Regions from separate parts of the Mus musculus genome. Here region 2 is linked to region 1. A link is a contact called in public HiChIP or PLAC-seq data. All regions are on one chromosome and are shown on one strand. Each heading gives the region's core, a stretch centred on a gene start, on an enhancer-like site or on the middle of the called end of the contact. The rest is flanking DNA. Distances are from core to core; before and after follow the strand shown. Region 1 overlaps Dtd1 (D-tyrosyl-tRNA deacylase 1). Region 2 overlaps Slc24a3 (solute carrier family 24 (sodium/potassium/calcium exchanger), member 3).

Evidence for each region. HiChIP or PLAC-seq counts read pairs in DNA pulled down with a chosen protein or histone mark.
Region 2: a contact with region 1 is called in an H3K27ac HiChIP or PLAC-seq map of SST interneurons, with 6 times the contacts expected there. The contact joins two enhancer-like sites. A contact is called at or near these places in 2 of 115 datasets of contacts at active chromatin or transcription factors (SST interneurons and embryonic basal ganglia) and 1 of 9 other capture datasets (embryonic stem cells).

What each region holds. Positions count from the first base shown.
Region 1 is chr2:144,675,220-144,678,796 of GRCm38.p6, forward strand. The region is part of intron 4 of Dtd1 (D-tyrosyl-tRNA deacylase 1); the gene reads left to right. Among named protein-coding and RNA genes, the nearest start is that of Dtd1, 77 kb to the left of the region's middle. Within about 2 kb of position 1,827, at least 18 of the 459 cell types and tissues checked have an H3K27ac peak or open chromatin away from gene starts, as enhancers often do. A contact at or near this core is called in SST interneurons, where this site is marked.
Region 2 is chr2:145,586,654-145,589,804 of GRCm38.p6, forward strand. All of the region lies in intron 7 of Slc24a3 (solute carrier family 24 (sodium/potassium/calcium exchanger), member 3), which reads left to right. Gm52530 (a long non-coding RNA gene) reads right to left here. Exons shown (of 3, transcript XR_003953928.1): 3 at 3,124-3,151. Among named protein-coding and RNA genes, the nearest start is that of Gm52530, 3.5 kb to the right of the region's middle. Within about 2 kb of position 1,873, at least 72 of the 459 cell types and tissues checked have an H3K27ac peak or open chromatin away from gene starts, as enhancers often do. A contact at or near this core is called in SST interneurons, where this site is marked.

The DNA of each region.
Region 1 (3,577 bases), core at 577-3,076:
CTCCCAAGTGCTGGGATTAAAGGTGTGCACCACCACTGCCCGGTTCATCTTCCACTTTTACATGAGTTGCTAGTCTTGTGCAGCAGGCTCCTTTACCTACTGAGCCATCTTGCATGCCCTTCTCTGCTCTCTTTACATTTGATTTGACTTAGACAGGCAGGCATTTATTTGGGGACAAACCCACAGTGCCTGTGTAAGAACCAGAACTCACAGTCCACTTGTAACCTGGGCAGTTATAGGGCAGGAGATGGGAAGGTTGTAAAGGTTCCTTTTTTGACCAAGATTAGCTTTTGCGAGAAGTGAGTGAAAGAATGTCAGGTGGGTGGGTCTATTTGATTTTTTTAAAAAATAAACTTTATTTTGAGTAATTTTAGATTTATGGGGATATTATTAACAGTGCATAGGGTTCCCACACACCCATCATCCATTCTGTGTAATTATTACCAACTTATACTTCCACAGCATAGAATTGAGCAGTGGACAGAAGGTATATCACTAGCTGTAGCTCACTAGTTTTTCCATCATGTCCTCTCTCTGCTCTGGGGCCCATTCGGCCACCACAGAACATTTCATTGTCTGTGGCAGTGCCTCAGTTTGGTGGCCAGACACTCTGTGCAGTGTCTGAGGGATTTTTCTTTCTTTTTATGAGTAGACGAGGTTCTAGCTTTGGAGAGGATCTCCAAGATGAAGTGCCCTCCATTCCCCCTTGACAGCTCTGTGTGTTATTCACCTGGAACACGCAGCGCAGGCCTGATCCACTGGGAAGCCACTGTTTTCCCTTCCCCTATTCTGGTCTGTGAGACTTACGTTAGTAATTACAGCCCACTCTCAGAGAGATTCTGAGGACACGCCCACCTCTCAGAGAAGTACCCATATATATTTGTAGGGTTGCAAGCTGCCTGGATAAGTTTGATTTCAGATCAACAAGGATTAATCCCTTGCGTGGAGAGGTCCTAGGAACAATACTAGCCCCTCTCATCAGCTAGGTAACTGCTCTCACTGAGTCATAGCCCCTAGCCCAACAGCAAAGAAGTTTAAAGTGTATGTTCCTTGTAATTAGACTTTAGATTTAACTGGGCATCCTGTATTCTGTTATTTCTGGCCATCCCAATTGTTTGAAATGTGTTGGTAAGAAAGATGCTTCTCTTCCCACACCCAGTGATGTCATCACCCCCCTGGTAGTGTCTCCTTCCCACTTACTGTCTTCCTTTATCAGAGTTTGGTATGCTTCTGTGATGGTACTTTGTCTACTTAATTTTCTTTTAAAGCAATGTGGAAAATAATTTTGTTTGCTTTGAAAAAGGAATTAGTTTGTGTGTGTTTTAATAAAAAGATTTTTCTCATTACATGAGCCAAAAATCACATTAGTTTCCAGCCCTCATAAATGAAACCCAGAGTTGAAGGAAACAAGAGATTTGTGCCGAATTTCCGAGCATTGCTCATGGGCGGAGCAGGGAGCAGACACCGACTTCTCTTCAAGCGGCACCGGAGGCTACAACAGCAGCTAGCAAATGGATTCCCTCAACCTTGGCAGTGCAAGGCACTTGCGATTGCTTAAGATCCCGGACTTGTAGCAGGTGTGAGAGAGTTCTAAGTGGCTATAGAAATGAAGAAGGCTTGTGGGAGCGGGTGGAGTGCTGAAGGGATCCACGTAGTTTGCTTTTAAAAGGAAAGCCGACCTCTGGTTTCCTGGAAGTGCACACAGCCCATCAAATAGTATTGCTTTTCATTAGACAGCAATTTTGCAGTCATGATTACCTTGGGTGCTTTGTTCTCAGCAGCTGGTACCCATCAAATCAGAGCCTGCTTTTCATCACCAGCAGGTGTTCCAGGCAGCAGAAGTGACTGCCGAGCTCCAAAGATGGCTCAGTTCCTCCTACAGGGTTCCCGGTGAATGGCTTGAGGGCCTGCTCATTGGGCCAGGCAGAGATGGGTGCTGTGTTCTTCTCAGTTCAAGTGAGGGAAGGACAGCTTTGGAAAGGATGCATGTTGAAGGCAGTGAAGCTGACACACGACTGATGCAGGAGGCATTTTATGAGTTTGTTGCTCCAGTGTGGGCATTCACTTTTTTCTCCTGTCATGTGACATGTTCAGGCCTGGGGCCTGGTGCCTGAGGCCTGACTCTGCTGGATCTCCACAGACACACTCAGTGTGCCCCTCCCCCACACCTGGCACCTTTCAATCCTAGAGCCTGTCCTTTCTGCCCAGGCTTCTGCCTCTGCTTTGCCCTCTTGTTGCTGCCGCATCTTCAGAAGCTGACACAGCACTTGGTATGCAGGAGACCTTTGTCAGTTATGTGGGGAATTAACATATGTGTCCCTCTGGTTGGGATGCTTGCTTATCCCAAATGAGAAGCACTGACAGGTCAGATATCCAGGGCAGTGCCTTCTGGTAGCTGCACATACTGTGACTGGCTAATGAGTGCAGCCTGGTGCTGCCGGTTTTTGTCCATAAGAAACAAGAAACTGCTTGTAGCACAGCTTCCCGAAGGTGTTATACATGTCTGTGTTTGGGTCTTGTAATGCTCTTGAACAGAATAACATATGTTTGTCCATGTGTTTAGACTTTTAAGATGCCAGATGCCTGTAGTACCAGTTTTTATTGTCTGCTTTTGAATTATGTTTTGAAGCTTAACACATCTTGGGATACTGCTGTAGAAATGAGTGCTGAGCGCTACCTGGTTGTAGACTATAGTTTGGCAAGCATTTTGAATTTTCCTGAATTTCTGTTTGTGGGACAGTAGTGTATCAAATATGCAACTGTAAACTGTAAGGCCACCTCCTGATAATTCTAGAAAAGAGCAGGCAGTTGTGTTTTGTGGGAGGACTTTGAGTTTAAATGTTACGGTGATGAATGGCAGCTGTATTCTGCTGTTGCTTTTTTTGAGGGGGCATGGCATATAGTCTCCTGTTGTCATTGAGTCAGCAAGCCACACCTGTGGGGAAGCTTAATCCTGAGTGTCCAGTCAGATGGGCTTGTAGCAGGTATCACTGTCAGTGGTCAGGGGCAGAAGCTGAGGCCTCCAGAGACTATGGCGAGGTGCACCCTCTGGGTGGTCACCCTTCCCTTTGGAGTTTGCAGAGGACACCCGGGCCACAGTCTGAGCAGTTACTCTCTTATGAGGAGACTTAGTAGACAGCTATACCTGCCCTTTCCAGAAGGCTCTCCTTCCCCATCTTTATGCCTGCATCTGGGATCATCAGGAGGTTTTCTTTGTAGCTTTAATATCATCGAATTGAACATTTTTGCAGCTGTGGCCTCTTTGTTTTTCGGGTGTCTGCTTCCCCTTGTTCTGGCTAACAAGCTCTCTGAGGTGCTGCCTCCCCCTGGTGCGTCTGTGGGAAGCATAGCTTCCAGTCAAGGAAGGGGACTCCACAGAAGACTTATTTCCAAACTGTATCAGCAGGGGACCCTTAGTGGACATCTAATTATATCCGGATGCCAGTGAGGAGCAGGAGTCAGTCTTTGAGGTGGAGACTGGGGGAGGTGATGTGCTAGGGGCTCTGAGCAATGCCTGTGGGGATGTGCCAGGAGAGGGCTTCTCCAGAGCGACCCTGAGAAACCCTTGGTCACCATG
Region 2 (3,151 bases), core at 623-3,122, 910 kb after region 1:
TTGAGTTAACAATTCAAGCTATTCACCATGGCAAATAATCTTACATACTCTGGAAATGGTCTTGTCCTGTTCCTCGTGTGATAGAAAAGCAATCTTGATGGCCATGGTGAGCATTGTCCTTGACCTTCCAGATGGCCTTCTCTGTAGCCAGTCACCTCTTCTTCTTAATTCCATTCTTCACTGGAAATTAACTGATCTCTCTTCATTCCCTAGCTCCAATTATACTGCCATTTAATTTAGCTCTCCTTCTGGCCAAGAGGGAATAAAGGATGATAGCTAGAAGCCTCCCAGAGGAATAACTGTGGTGAAATTTTAAATTCCAGAAGTAAATTGACTGTGGTCACACAATGCTTAACTGATTTTGCAGTCCCTGCTGTAGATGTGTGGAAGCAACTATATGACTCTGAGGATGCTGGAAGACTGGGGGTCATCTTTGTATTTGCTCCTTCAACAGGGAGGGACTTATTCAACTGACCTATGGAAACTAGCTTGCTAAGAAGTCGCCAGCCAGCTTTTACAAGGAAAATGACTTGAAATCCGTAGTTTGTGATTGCATTTGTTTTTGTGCTACCCAGCTTCCAGCCCTTTATCAACCTTTAAATACCCCTGTCCCCTGTATTCTATATATTCATCTCCCAACTTCTTTTCTTCCTGGTAGCAGCTTCTTAAAAGGTTATGTGGGATAATCAGTATTTCGCAAGCTCTTAATTTCTAGTCTTCCCTCATGCAGCCACTAATGCCAATCATTGTACAATGTCCCGTTATCCTTAAAGCATCAGCCACAGTGGGGCACACACCAGCCAGCTTTTTAGTATGACCCACTGGGCTCCTCCCCTTAACTAAGCCACTCGCACTGCCTGATCTGAGACCTGAAGAAGTGGGTGTTCTAAATGTGGAGCAGCTAAGGGGCTCCCCATGCTGGTGAAAGAGACGGATCTGTGGGGGTGGGGGGTGTCTAGCTTCATTTTGTAGTTAGGAAAGGAAGATCTTTCAAACTTTGGCCTCTTGAAAGAAAATGATGCTCTTGATTTCCCCGTCACTTTCACTGCTTAAAATTCTAGCAATGCTGGTGATCACGATGCAGATTATGAAATCACAGTGAGTGATGCAGCCATCCCCATTTTGTGGTTATAGCTTCATCGGATTCAAACACCAGGACTGTTGTAGGGAAACAGGGGCAATTAGCATGCGCCCTCTTCTCCTGATTACAGCTAAGCCATCCTGACTTGCCTTTGCCATGTTTCTCCATCTTAAGAGAGCCATTCCCTTGGCCGTTGCCCGAGATCATCTGACATCCAAGGATCCACCTGCCTGAAATCAGCCCGACTTGTTGGGAAGATTTCTAGAGCAGACACCAGGATTGACAAGCCCGTTTCCATGGTACCCAACCACTTCTCTAAGCCTAGGGAGGGGGGAAAAGAAGAACACTTTTTTGTGTCAATTTCATTTCTGTTTGTTCACATTTAGCCCAGCTGCAGAGTATGTGGAAACCTAAGAGCTAAGCCAAGCATAGCTTCGGATGAGTCACATGTAGGTCAGAGGCCAGGACCTACCTAGGATAGCACTTCCTCAGCAAATCTGAGGCCTAGCTCTCAGCAACAGTGGATCACAGGACTGTGAGATATCTCAGTGCCTGGCTTCAAACACACATGCCACAGAGATCACCCAAGGCTTGCTTTCTCTTGGAAAAAGGTTGGGTGACTTCAAAATGCTACAGAAGGACATCACTTGGTTGCAACTCGTGAGAAGATGAAGTGTTGACGTAGATGATTTATTCCCCGATAGTGAACTCCGAGGAGTAACCACCACCCACTTGCCACATGCAACTATTTGGCTGGCTGTAGGCGCTTCGGTGGCTGCCTTGAGGTACTTCAGCTCCTTCCCAGAGCCTTGAAAATCAGGCTTGAACCACTTCATTTTAACTTCTCTGCCTAAACCATGGTGGAGGGCTGGGATGTGAGCACCACCTAGTGGTAAGAACATGGAACTGAGGAGAGATTTTTCAGGTTTCCTCTACAGGTTTTCAGGTTTCCTCTGCTACTCCTATAGCATCAACATGGGGGCAGGCAGGAAGAGGGTGTTCCCTCTTGCAGCCGGAGCACAAAAACAGAGATATTTGCACTCCCTCTCCCAAGAGAATGAAATTAAATAATATCTGTAAAGAATACCAAACCTATCTTCCACAGCAGTCTCAAGCAAAAGCAAAATGATACCTGTCTATCATTTTAACTTTCCACTCCATTAGGATGCCACCGCAATCCTACTGAAGGAACATTTCGATATCCATGCTTATTTCCTTATTTCCGGTCTTCCAGGAAGAGATGACCACGCCACCCTGCTTCCCCCATCTACCAGCCCTGTCCCCACTGATGCTCTGGGACGAACCATAAATCCCTGCCCCCTGCCCTTTCCCACAAGGGATAAGCCTGTTTCCACCTCGATTTTCTGTTTACAGGCTCAATTTACTGCCCTCTCAAAGTGCCAATGGGGGACCAAGAGTTCAAGAATATGCATCTGTGGGGGATGTTTTACATCCAAGCCACTGTGAGGAGCTTTGTACAGCCTATTTTTTTTTCTTTAAATAATCAATAGTTAAAGGCATACCAGCCCACAGCTGTTCCTAGAAAGCACACAAAGGATGCCTGTGCTTCTCTACTAAGGCTGGTTGACTCTCAGTGACTCCTTTTGTAGGATCTGCACCCCCATCTATGTACAGTCTCATTCAGATTACAGGCTCCCTAAAAGCGACATTCCTATATGACATTGCTTGCCTGCCTTCTCAGATGGAAGAGAATTAAGTCGACCTGGTCAATTAGACTCTCCTAGCGTCTCATATTCTCTTGAGCGACTATGAAGTAATTGTTCCATCCCCATGGCTGCAACTAATATTAAATTAAGTAGTTAATAAAAATGTTTTCCATCTTAAATAATCGGTTCCGTTCCATTATTTCATGATAACAATTTGTTAATGCTAGCAATTATGTAAAACAACCATGAATCATTGGGGGGGGGGGCTGGACTCCATACCACCCAGCCCAAGAGGAGGGGGATGGACTGTACACATCCAGCCCAGATCCCAGGAATGTCTCCTTGATGCCTCTAGAGCTCTTCCCCTTCTGACTTGGCATTTTCATCCAAATGTCAACTTGTT